2 separate regions of the Oryctolagus cuniculus genome follow, and region 1 is linked to region 2. The links are chromatin contacts, called in public Micro-C maps. All regions are on one chromosome and are shown on one strand. The core of a region is the stretch at or near the end of the contact, and the rest is flanking DNA. Distances in the headings are between cores, read along the strand shown. Region 1 has its middle 150 kb from the start of MEIS1. Region 2 has its middle 250 kb from the start of ETAA1.

The links. Hi-C and Micro-C count contacts between places; a contact is called where the count stands out from the background.
Region 1: a Micro-C map of ear pinna shows a contact between it and region 2, with 5 times the contacts expected there. The contact joins two enhancer-like sites. A contact is called at or near these places in 2 of 6 Hi-C or Micro-C datasets (ear pinna and psoas muscle).

What each region holds. Positions count from the first base shown.
Region 1 is chr2:136,079,778-136,086,258 of mOryCun1.1, reverse strand. No RefSeq gene overlaps it. Among named protein-coding and RNA genes, the nearest start is that of MEIS1, 150 kb to the left of the region's middle. Within about 2 kb of position 2,533, at least 2 of the 8 cell types and tissues checked have an H3K27ac peak or open chromatin away from gene starts, as enhancers often do. A contact at or near this core is called in ear pinna, where this site is marked.
Region 2 is chr2:134,989,478-134,995,761 of mOryCun1.1, reverse strand. No RefSeq gene overlaps it. Among named protein-coding and RNA genes, the nearest start is that of ETAA1, 250 kb to the left of the region's middle. Within about 2 kb of position 4,236, at least 3 of the 8 cell types and tissues checked have an H3K27ac peak or open chromatin away from gene starts, as enhancers often do. A contact at or near this core is called in ear pinna, where this site is marked.

The sequences.
Region 1 (6,481 bases), core at 1,284-3,783, 1.1 Mb before region 2:
TTGTAATTGCATTATCTCATAAAGGAGGATGATCAATGAAACCAAGCCGTGCATTCTGGGGTCAGAGGAAGCCGAAGTACTGTTTGTCCCCTTTAATACAACAAGTACTCATTATCTTTAGGTCTGCATTCAAAAAATGATCTGATCTGGGGCTGACCCTGTCCGACGTCCCAACACTTTCTAAAACGCGGTTTGTGTAACCTTTTGCTTAAATGCTAAATCAAGTACCTGTCTTGCATTTCAACGAAACAAAATGCTGAAACTGAATGAGGAAAGCATTTCTTCTTCTTTTCTTCTTCTACTTCTTTTTTTTTTTTTTTCTGGGAGGAGTGCGACCGTCGCAAGACGCATATTTAGTCTGTAAATGCTGAATGATGTAATCTAAAAAAAGCAACCCTCATCAACAGAGGACCTTATGAATGAAAAAATTGGGAGTGAGGAGAAGAAAGGTAGCTAAGAGCTTTTAACAAGGTCGGCACTAAAAGGGTCGAATAAAACCATTTCCGGTTTAATTAATAAGAGCTATAAACTGAAATAATTCCCCATGATTCTGCCCTTGCTTCTCCCTTTTTCAGTCATATCTCTTCGGTTTAGATAGATGACTTTTGTGCCTGCTTGATTCTCACAACAATAACTAAATCAGTTGCACACTCTGTATCTAAAATCATCTACAAACTCCAGCAAATAAAAAGAAGTTCATTCGTCTATTAAGGCAAGTATTTAGTTGAGCAGAAATGTCCCAGTGACACTGAATGGAGTGCATGTAATCCCATGAAAATCAAGTCATCTTGTTACACTGACATAAATGAAAAAATACAAAGGAGGAAAAGTCCAAGTGTAATTTTAAACTAAATGTATTATTGGACTGTCAAAGTGAAAACGTGATTGTTTGGCTAGGATGGGTGGGGGGAGGGGGAGAGTGGACATCCACTTGGGTCACATCTGACTTACAGGTTCTGAAGAGAAGTGTGCATTCCAGATTTGGTTATCATCTTAATTTGTAGAAAGAGGAAGGATTGAGACAATTCTAACTCATTATTTCAACAAATTAGGGCAGATGACTCTTTCAAAGACAGAATTAAACAAGGAGTTTAGTTTAAACACTGAAAACCTCTATTTCCAAAAAGAAAAGTTTCCAATCTTCTGAAGATGAAGTCCCCTATATTAATAAGACCACGAAGAAAGAAAGAAAGGGGGAAGGGAGGTAGGGAGATAAGGAAGAAGGAAGGGGTGGACAGGAAGGAAAGAGTAAGCTTTATTTTCAAAGTTCTAGACATTTTAAAATCAACATTATAATGTTTTAAATTAAAAGACCAACATGAAAAGCCTTCCCGTAGTTGAGAAAATGAGTGCTTAAATAAAAACGTGCTCCAATATTCTGACACCGTGACATAAAACCTTAAGGTGAGTGATAACAAAACAAAGGGCTAAAATATTCCCACCTGGAAAAAGAACTTTAATGATAAAGCTGAGAAAGTTTTAGCTGAGTTGAATCATCACATAATTTTTCAGCAGAGGGCAGATCCTTCTGAAAAGTATTATTTTCCAGGAATTCTGTCAAATCACTTTGAAATAATACATGTTTTGTATTATTTCAATATTCCTGGAGTGTTCATTCTTTGAAAACGCTCAAACAGAAATGGAAACGCAGCGTCGAATACATTCAATATAAATGGTATCTTGTCGTTAACATAAAATATTAAAGGGAAAATAAAACTTTGGGCTCTGTCAGTTGAGATAGAATTTTTTTAGCATAATTTTCAAAACACACAAATGAAACCACTTGATTTTAACCAATCAACACAAGTCTTTCTCTTCTTTGGTTGGGGATCTGGAGTCGTGTATGCTTTCTATTTTTAATATTTAGTATTATAGCCCACGGTTAAAATAATGAAAAATTAGTCTCGTTTCAGAAATTATTTATTTATGGAACGAACATGATTAAAACATAAACACACACACAAACTGCAGCTGCAACAGAAAAAAACTTGATTTACGGTTATTAAATCTTTGATCGCCATGTTAATGTTTCTTTTTCTACCTTTCATTTGCATTTTAATCTATCGAATCTTTACAATTTTTCCTGCCTCCTATTTCAATGATTGATTACAGATCTGGAATAAGAAAAACCAGGGCTAGCTTTTCTTTTCCTTCCTTCGCTTTCTTTTTTCCCTCCTTTCCCCCTGGGTAGATTTCGGAAACTTTCTCTCAATGCTAATGTAGACAGGGCAAATTAATTCTGCTCTTTTTAAATGTCAGAGATATAAATAAAAAATGTTTTCTGTCCTAAATGTGAATATTTTCCCAGCCGTTTGTTTTCTAGTCGTAAAAGATCATCACAGCAAAACGCAATTAGCAGCGAAACACACACGCACGCGCGCGCGCACGCACACACGGCGGCGTGGATCTTCCGAAGGACGGGTTGTTACTGAGTTCAGAAAGGTGAGAAGTTCAGCGTCCCCGCCACTGCCAGTGGCCTCGCCGCGGTCTTGAAGTCTGGTCTTGAGCCCTCTGATCTAAGGCACACAAACACAAACAAGCCTGGTGGGGGCTTGTTGCTGCTAAGTTGGTTTCTTGGGACCAGTAGTGTAAAAGACAAAAGGGGCACCCACGCAGGTCTGTCTGTTTTCTTTTCCAGCCTTCCCACTGCCCCTGGGTCGCTTCCTCGAACCTCGCATCCTCCCTTGCGCCCTCCCAGGGTTGCCCCAGCGTGGCGGATAAGACGGTCATTCCGGGGTCCGCGTCACTTTCCGCGCTGGAGTGAAAGCCAGTGCGGCGGTGGCTTGGGAAGGCGCCGGCCGGACGTCGACTGGGCTCCTTCTTCCCGCAGGGGCTGAGGGCCCCTAAGGGCTTCGCCAAGCTCAGGCCAGGCCCAGACTGCGCTTCGCGCCTGCCTGGGGGTCGCGGCTGCGGAGGGAGAGGGTCACGGCGCGCGCAGGAGGCGAGCCCCAGGTGTGAGTTCAGGCTCACCGGCTCGCGCGCCCGTCTGCGAACCGCCAGGCGCGCCTCCCCCACCCTCGCCCATCTCTGCTCCTGCTCCCGGGGTCAAGCAACCCTCGTGGGGGTTTTTTAAGGCCCGCAGACCCCGGGGAGCCCGCGGAGGAGCAAGGACCGACTTGTCAGGCGGGTCCAGGCTGCTCGCGCTCGCGTCCGCGGGAGGCGCGCTGTGCCCGGGTGCAGGGCGAGCCGGGAGAAGTCAGAAGCATGGGACCCTTGTGAATCCCTAGAGGGGCAGGCACGCGCATGGTCACGAATCCGGGCGACAGCTGCTCTGGGCAGTCTTCCTCGACGAGACCCGCGCACTCGGTGCGCGCCCAGGGGCGTGCCCGGCGAGGCACCGACCGCGTTCCCCGCGCCCGGCCCCCGCAGCCCGCGTGGCTCCCTTGTGTCCAGCGACCCCGGTTGGGGCTGCCGCGAGGGGGGCGATCTTCCTTCTCAGGGACGCACAAAGAGTTTAAAATAAAGAGAGGGGGAGGAAAGACATTTGATCTGGGCCGACCCTTTGTCTTGAAGCAGATTAGGCAGCCTCCAAATGGGAGGAAAAACAGAAAGTCTAGACAGGAAAACTTATTGTGTTCACAAAATATAAAAATGATCCGAACGGTCTGGTACCTCCGGGGGTGAAGATAGATCCTTGTAGACGGGTGGGAAGACAAGACTGGGAAGATTTAAAGGGAAAGAAACGGCAGATTATTAAGAAAGTAATAGTAAGGTGTCCCATACACTACAGTTTTATTGTTGGGTAGTAACCACCCGATTTATTTATTGCCGGGGCTATATAATAGAGATAATGACCACAAACTCAAGATAAATTCTGAGGCGCCCAGCCGGTCAATTCTTTTTTATTTCAGAGAGCGAGCCTGAAAGGTGAGCCCCATCCCCGCCTCTCCTCGGAGATCCGTCTTGCTTTCTGCCGTATTATAAGCATGACATGCAAATAAATAAGGGCCGCGGGGTTTGTGTGGGTAGGCCTGCAGGATTTATTTCAGGTGAGGGAGGAACATACACGGAATATGAATTTCCGCAGGAGCCGCCGAGTGCTGCCTCCGCTCCTCCTCGGCCGCGCTCGCCTCCCAGCCTCCCTCCCTTTCCGTGGAGCAGAGAGCGTCCCCTGATAAAAGCATTAACGTGTCATGTCTCAACTCCCTACTCCTTGACAGATAGGTTTGCGGAGGGACCGGGCGCGGGGCACGCAAAGTGCAACACGCATCCCCACCGTGGGTTGACTGGCTGGGGCTGCTTAAAGGGATGCCTGCCATGCAGGGACGGGTGAGTTGTCCTTCTGCCTTCCAGCTCGGGAGCAGACTAGGAAACTACAAGGCTGAAATACGCAAAAACGCTCCCCAAAGTTTCCCGCCCGGCCTCCCCGTAGGGGCCGGAGCCGACGGGAGCATCCCGGCTTCCGGAGACCAGCCCGCCTTTCTCGGCCTACATTATGTCCCTTCCCGGGGGGCCTGGAGAGACCCCTCTGGGTAGTCAGATGATGGAATGAAGGATGACCTTGCTCCTGTCCCGCCAAGGTCGGACGGGAGCGGGCGGCCCCAGGTGCAGGCTCCACCTGACGCCACGGCGGCACCCACGGCCGCCCCCGCCTGCGCCCCGCGACTGCTCTGGCAGGTTCCCCGGCCCGCCTAGATGAAGTCAGCATTCTCTGGTGATACTCTTTTTTCCTTCCTCATTTTGGGGGGTACCATTCAGACACGCGAGTCTAGTGTTTCACTCTTAGAATAACCACTTACATTCAGAACTCCTTTTGATCTATGTTTGGCCAGAGAAGAAACACCTGACCGTGAGCCGTGGAGGGAAAGCGAGAGGCGCGCAGGAAATGGGCGGGACCGACGGGTGGGGTGAGGGGGAAAGGTGTGGGGAGGGGGCAGAGACCCCGAGGCGGTCCGAGGTGGCAGCTGCGGGGAGGGAGGTGAGGGGCAAAGCCTCCGGGCGGCCACCCGGCGCTCCTGGGATGCGGTGCTTTGCGTGAGGGATGGCACCGTGAGGCCGAAAGCGAGGACAGTCCTCGTCAATCTTTGACAATATTGGTGTCAGTCAAGCACAACTTTATCTTTGAACCAGAGTATCTGTTCCAGTGATTTCCATAAGCACATAAATTATCATCTTCAGAGCCTTCAATATTTCTTTCTGTACTTTATTAAGTGTGATTGCAGAGGCCATGTGCGAAGTGAATGATTCAACTTTTAATCTTTGAACATTACACCGTATTCCACCGAGTTTCCTTTTCAAAATAATCTAAAATAACAAAAAGAAACTAAGCTCATTACATGAAAAGTGACAAGCGTTTTACTCTGAGCCTGGCAAGTTGCCTCACTCACTTCAAAGGATGATAAACTAATTGTTTCCAGAGTTTATAAGTAATTAAGCTATTATTCGGGGAATTTATGCAACAGTTTTATTCATGTAGGGACTTTCTTTTTAGAATAGCCAGAGACAAATCTTAAGACATACCAGGATTTTAATAATTAGAAAATCTTCCCATTACTGTTAATAATGAAAACTATTATTATTTTTAAAGGCATTGGAAAATAGAAACAAATATACTTTTCTCCAGAGTATAAAGTAAGTGGAGGTCATTATGGATAATTAGTGCTGAAAGGAAAATGAACTTGTAATGGCTTCCAAAGATTAAAACATCTGTAGCTATCAAGTTAGGTTTTAAAAAGTTAATTTTTTTGTCCGAGCAGCTGGATTTGTCTGTGTATGTCAGGTAAGAGAATATATATCTACTGTCCTTTTAGGACTCTATATAGAAAGTTAAAAACATGAAATAATGTTAGTACTTTTAAACCCACTTTTGGTGCCTTGGCAACAAGAATTGATGCCAAGAAATGCTAAGTGTTTGGGATTCTCTGATTTTGCAACAAAGAGATGTACTTATTCACCCACAGATTAAAACAAAGAGAATACTTTTGAAATCCTTTGAAGTATAGCATTCAAACAATCATTATTTCTATAACATTTCAACCCATGTTTCCAGCCTTTTAAAATAATTGTTTGCCCTAAATGAAACGTTATTCATTAAAGGAAAAAGTAAGAATTTAAAAAAGAAGTGATGAATTATTTTTTAAAACTCAGCAAAATATATGACATTTTAATAGACATTTATAATAACAGTATTTTACTATTCTAATTTTTTTCCTGTCATGTTATTTGCTCTGTTCTTGGTTTTAGGAAAAATTCTGCTTCATTGTCACAAAATAAAGTTCCAAAAATCACAGAATTTTGGTGTTAGGAGAGAATCCCTGGAGATTAAGAAGAGCATATAAATGTGAAATCTGAGCACATGCCCATACAATCTTATTTAAAATAAAATGTATTTTTCTGGAGTTTGCTTGGAAAAAACTAAAGTGTGCTGGTTCAATATCCACTTTGCTCAGCACAAAAATTGAGAATTGGCTAAAATAACCACCACAAGAGTTGGACTCTCAGAATAGTAAAATATATATATATATATATATATACACACACA
Region 2 (6,284 bases), core at 2,987-5,486:
AGCTTTACTCAGAACATGGGGGACACTGCCCACTCCCTAACCCCCCCCCAGCCTCCCACCCCCACCCCCACCCCCGGCCCTGCCGCCCTGGGAGGAAACAGTCATTCACAGCTAGTGAGGACCAAGGCTCTATGGAGAAGAAAGTCAATTTCACGTTGCTCCCAGATCAGAAAAGGGAGATGCACATTGCCAGGCACTGCCCAGTTCTGCATCAACACATATTTCTTGAATCACTGAACACACTGGAGGCAGGAAGGAAAAGCTGATCTTTTCCCCAAGGACAGATTTGTAGTTTCAGGGCAAAGCATGTTTGACCTTCCAGCCAGCTCATATGAGATGAGTTTGTAGGGGCTGCTCTCACCCATTTACTCATAGGAATTCAGATATCTATGGTGGTAAGAAACCATAATTTTCTCCAAGACTTAAGTGCCAACCAGCTGAACAGATGTTTTTTGTCCGTGCTGCTAAGGATCCAGGTGTTCAGAAATGACTAGTTGGTTCTCTGACTTTTTTACTTTTTAGCTTGATGCTGGTATTCCCTAGAAATAATCTGAGATAGGATTGTTTCTATACAAACCAAGCAGTATATTGCCTCCCAAGGGACTTCCTAAGAAAATACTGCTTTGTGTTTAAACAATGATATGCCCCTTATTAAACCTTCAAAGGTAGACAGGGTCATGGCTGCGCTATTTTTTTCACCATGGTCCAGCCTGGTGCCATGCTCATGGAAAGAGCATGTTGGTAGTGAATGATTATAGAAGACAACCAATGCAACAAATGAGCTTGTTCTTGGTCTGTGTGCCCTCCTTTAGGATGCTTTTCCTGCCATATTTCATGTAGACTCAATTGCTGCAGACAATTTCCAGGAGTCAGGCTTGCTGAAGAATTCTAGAGCTGCTGAAACCAAGGGGTGAATAACGAGAGCCTCCACCCCAGGTTCATTTAGATGTTGCAGGGTTTTATGAGATGAGAGGAGCACAACAAAGAACACCTGTGCACTGAGCGGACTTACACAGTGGTAGCTGAGGCTCCTGTCCTCTCCTACCCAGGCAAGAGACGTCCAGGTAGGGGCTGGCTGAGCCCTGTAAGGTTGCCATAGAATCCATAAACTGCCTTCTAGAAGTCACCACACACACTTAGAGCTATTATGGTAACCATGTTGCCTTCCTTTGTGTATCTTATCAGCAAGAAACTTGTGGGTATTTGTACAACAGAGAAGCTTTGCCAGCTGCAATGTCCAAGAGGCTCAGTACTTCAGGGTTTGTTTTGTTTTGTTTTGTTTAATTTTATTTATTTATTTTAGAGGCAGAGAGAAATGGTGGGAGAAAAAGAGAGAGAGAGAAGGAGATACTGAGTCTCCTCATCTCTTTGATGACTTTCTCTTCCTTCTTGGCAGTTTCACTGATTAATCTGCCTCGTTTCTCATTAGAATAACATGGGTCTTTTTCCTCAGATGCCTGCTATATTGCTGGTATGCATGCTGTACTGCTATTTTCCCTTCAATGCCCGTGACCATCTAGTGGCTCTTCTCTGGCTTTCAGGCAGGGATCCTGGTACCATGCAGCCTCAATTGAAGGTTGATTTGAATGTTGGGTGTAGCATGGCCTGCTCCTGGTTTTGCTGGCATCCAGAGGGCAAATGGCTTTTGACTGTACCCAGCTTCCAACTTTGCCCCTCTAGCCATGCTAAACTAGCATCTCACAGCATGCCACAGGAAAACAACTCCCTAGTCTGTCTGTACCTTAAACTTCTGATGGTATCCTTTATAACATATAACTTTTATTTAGAGAATCATTAAATTTTAATCTGGAAGGAACGACTCAGTCCATTCTGCTCATTTTTCAGCTGAGGGAATCAAAGTCCAGATGGTAAAAGAACTTGACCAAGGGGTGAGCATTTTGCACAGTGGTTAAGTCTCCACTTGGAATGCCCACATATCATATCAGAGTTTGAGCCCCAGGCTACTCTGCTTCCAATACAGCTTCCTGCTAATGCTCACCATGGGAGGCTGTAAATGATGGTTCAAGTACTTATGTCCCTATCACCAATGTGGGAAACCCGATTGAATTTCAGGCCCCCGGCTTCTGTCTTAGCCCTGGCTGTTACTAGCATTTGGGGAGTAAGCCAAAGGTTGACAGAGCTCTCTCTCCGCCTTTCAAATAAATTGAAAATAAATAAATAAGGATTTAAAAAAAGAACTTGGCCAAGGTCACATAGCTAAGACTAGTTCATTAGAAACTAAAATCTGTTCTCCTATGCCTGCCTTTGTTCTTTTTGCTTTCTTATCTCCCTCAGTGTTGCCAGCTCCTCTTTCGATAAAACTTTGCAACTGAAATACTGACGTACTTACTAGATTGGGTGATCAAATTATTTGATTCTGCAATTAGACAGCAGAATAAACATGAGTTCTAGATCTCTTCCTGACTTATGAACAGTCCTCAGTCTTCCCTCTGTGACCCATCTGCCCACGCTCTCAGGGAGTAAATAATGGTGCCTTCCTGAAAGTATGATCTCATGAAGCAACTCAAGATGGGCCTTGGGTCAAATATGTTTGCCAAATGCTCACAGCACATCTGATTCCTGCCTTGAGAATTGATAATGTGTGTCAAAGGCTCTGAGTGTGTTATAATCGAAGCACTTTCATGATTTTGTTTAATATAATATTTACCAAGCCTGTTTGGCTATAGAACAGTTTTCATAACATATACTCATTGAAATCTTGCAAAATACATTGTAAGGAAAAACAGCTGTAACCTCCCTTTTTCTTCTGTCTGGATTTTCCATTCTTGGCATACCTACACTTGACCTATTTTCTCCCATTCTATATCTACGCTGCTCTACAAGAATATTCCCATTCTCGGGACTGTCTTCATAAGTTTCTACCATGCTGAAGTATTAGTAAGGCCTTGCTATGTTCAGGAAAAATGCTGAACACAGATTCTAAATGAGTTGAATCCAGTTGAATCCAGTTCCAGTGGGTATATGGCACCTATAATCTCAACATCCAAATTTCTGCCAGGCCTATTGTCATCATTTCTGTGAGGAAAAGCAGAAACAAAGATGCGAAACCATGTTAGTAACCCAAAAGATGATATGAATGTTAAAAATTATCACAATGATAATGACAAAGAGGCTAAACCTCTTTCCTTAAGGAGCAAGGTTTATATTAGTGATGGACACTCCCAAAGAGCAGCAAGCTGGTAATACTGGGTTTAATCTGTCAATGGAACATTAGGAAGTATGACTAAAATATCAAGAACAGAAATTATCCAACTGCAAAGGCAACGAAAGGCCTTGTAACTCTGGGTGCGGGGCTGTGCAGGGAGGGCTGGAAGGAAGCTAAACACACTCCCTGATTTGGCAGCGCTCTTTGATGAGCTCAATAAGATTTCTCATGACCCAGAGGCTGGGGGAAATGGCGCAGCTAGGAGCTAGGTGCTTGGTGGAGCCACCTACAAAACTGTTGCTAAAATGGAAAGTATGAGCCGCAAGCAGCAGAGACTCCTTCCCAGGAACCCAAAGCCAGGAGTACTGTGAGTTACTGAGTCCAGGCAAGAACTAGTCTTTTGTGAGTCATGGTAGAGATTCTTTGCTTTTCCCCCAAAAGGACAAGGGCAGATAGGACTGGAGATCAGCAAGCAGAGGTCAAAAACTTAGAGCCAAACCACAGAAACACTAGATTTTCACCAAAGGCTTTATGTGAGCGTGTTCTTGTCTGCCAGGCTAGTGGCCAGAAAGCATTTGTTCCAGCTTTTAATAGAGGCCTTCTGAATGCATCATGATGTAGCCCAAAGGAGTGATGTAAATGTGGGGAAATTTAAAGATCATGGCTGGCCAGAGACTAAACATGACATGGCCCTTTAAGGCTTCAGCCTTCTGACCGTTCCAGGTTGCTGATCCTTCTGCCAAGCGGGCTGCAAGCCAAAATATTTCCTAACTTTGCATTAATTTCAGGGTGCTAATCTCATAGGAAACCACCCCCTATTTAATAAACTCCAACTCCCACACTGGCCCCGCTGGGCTGTCTGTGTGTGCCGTCTGAAGGCTCAGCCGACGTGTGCCTGCCGCTGTCCTTTCCCGCTGGGGAGGGCGTTGACACAGGACTGCCAGGCATCACGCAGCTGTCGTCAGCACCACTCCACAGATGGCACCTCGACCACGCATCATCTCCCGAGGAGATGTACCTGCTTCTGGCTCTCACGTGGAGAGGCAGGGGAACTGGAGACCAGATGGACTCCGGAGCTTCAGCTCCGTGACCAAGCACGGGAGTGGGCCTCCTCGCCCCCTTTTCCGCCCCATTTCTAATCACTAGCCGAGGAAGGTAATGAGAAAGTGCTTGAATTACAAAGATTCCCATTTATTACTCTGGCTGCCCTCCACAAAGCGCCTCTTTTCCCCTTTGGCAAGAACAGATCACTATTGACACTTTTAGAAGGCCCTGGGCCCCTCTCAATTATTGGCCTAATCTCTGCCTGCTCTGAAAGCAGAATTCTTTTCTAACTAGATTTTTTAGAAAGTTAAGAGGCTACCCTTTGCTTTATTCATTGGAATGACTTCATGGGCTAATGTATTCTCCTGTCAGTATATCTCATGGGTTCAGCAACATCTGCAGGATGTGGAAAGAACAGAAACAAACCAGATGTTTCCAAAAGGTAGCTCCGCTAAGCCTCCTTAACATAATTATGGCAATATCGCATCCGCATTTTATCGTCCCTCTTCTATATTTATATGCTGTTAACTTATCCTGTAGAAATCCAAACCAGTGGATCTGAGTCCCTTCTAAACAGATTTGCAATCTTTAAAAAAAAAAAATGACATATATCCCCCATTAAATCCAAATTTCCTTTATCAAATTTTAGAAGGGAAAAAAATAGATTAAGGAAATGTAGATATTTATCTCGGCCTTCAACGTTTACACTCATTTAGTTAATTAGCACTTAATTACACTGTTGAAGAGGAAAATTTTACCACGGACAGACCAATCCCCACCCCTCAGGCCCTGGCTTCTTCAGCGAGGCAGACCTCTGCTCAGAGCCTGCTTGCTCCTGCACGAAACATTTGTAATGATTACTTGACAAGGAGTGCAGATCCCAAACTGCGCAGTGGAGAGCCATCACTCACCAGGGCCCTGCTGAGCTCTCAGGCTGGAGCAACAGTGCCCCCAAAAGCCAGCGGCCAGAAGCACCAAGTAAGCAACCCTCGGGCTGCCCAAGCTTCTATTTTCTGCTTTATAAGCCGAGGAGCTATTTTAAGAGTTGCTGGCCAAAAAGCAGGCTCTATTACAACCAGACGAGCATTCCAACCAAGCTGGGGAGCCTCGGCTGGAAAGAGACAGTGTTTCCACCTATTTTAACTCAGACGCCAGGAATTCTCTGAGGAGGAGATGGGGGTGGGAGAGCAGGAGAGGCATGGTAGAAAATTGGAAAACTTTAGAAGGTGGCCAAACTCGAGGGGACAAAGCCTAACTAGATTAATGCATAAATCTTATTAACCAAAAGGCAACTTAATAGAGTCGTTTGTCATCATCAGAATTTCTCCATCTTTTAACAAATGGCGGTATTTTTTGGTCTCACAGGTTCCCTGCCAAGTATAAGACCTCATTAAAGCTGTTGGAAAATAATAGCATTCTAATTGGTTTAATTATGATATGATGAATTATCAACCCAATTTTTAAAAACAATAAGCAATTACACTCCCCCCCCTTTTAAGTCAAAGACTCTGTTTTCCAAAACAGGAAATGAAGCATAACACCCTTAATTTCTTCGTAAGGGCAAAATCCTAGACACCCCAGTGCAGTGGTATAATGAACATGTAATGAAACCAACAGTTCCCACTCCCCCAGCGACTCCCTTTGTGCATTGACTAGACGGCATGTTGGCTCTAAGAATGGAAACTGCATTAAGCTGGAGACTGACCCAAATTTTCTCTTTCAAGTTCTCAAGTCCTGTTTTCTATTTCCCCTTCTAAACTAGAATAGGGTCACCCTGTAAAAGATGAAATATTACATTCTTAAAAGACAATGACCTGATGATGTCATATCAACATGCTTGGGTTTTACATTGCTCTTAGGGAGATTGCAAGGGAAAACATAATGTCATATTGGAAATAGGGGAGGCAAGCCAGGAAACCTGAAATCCAAACTTTTAAAATCAAGTTACATAATCAGAAGCATCTATAAAAAGGCAACATACGAGATACTTGAGGGGTAAGTACAGAAAACAGTACAAAAACACACAATCCAACAACAACAACAAAAATACCCACAAGGAGATCCCCCCACACAC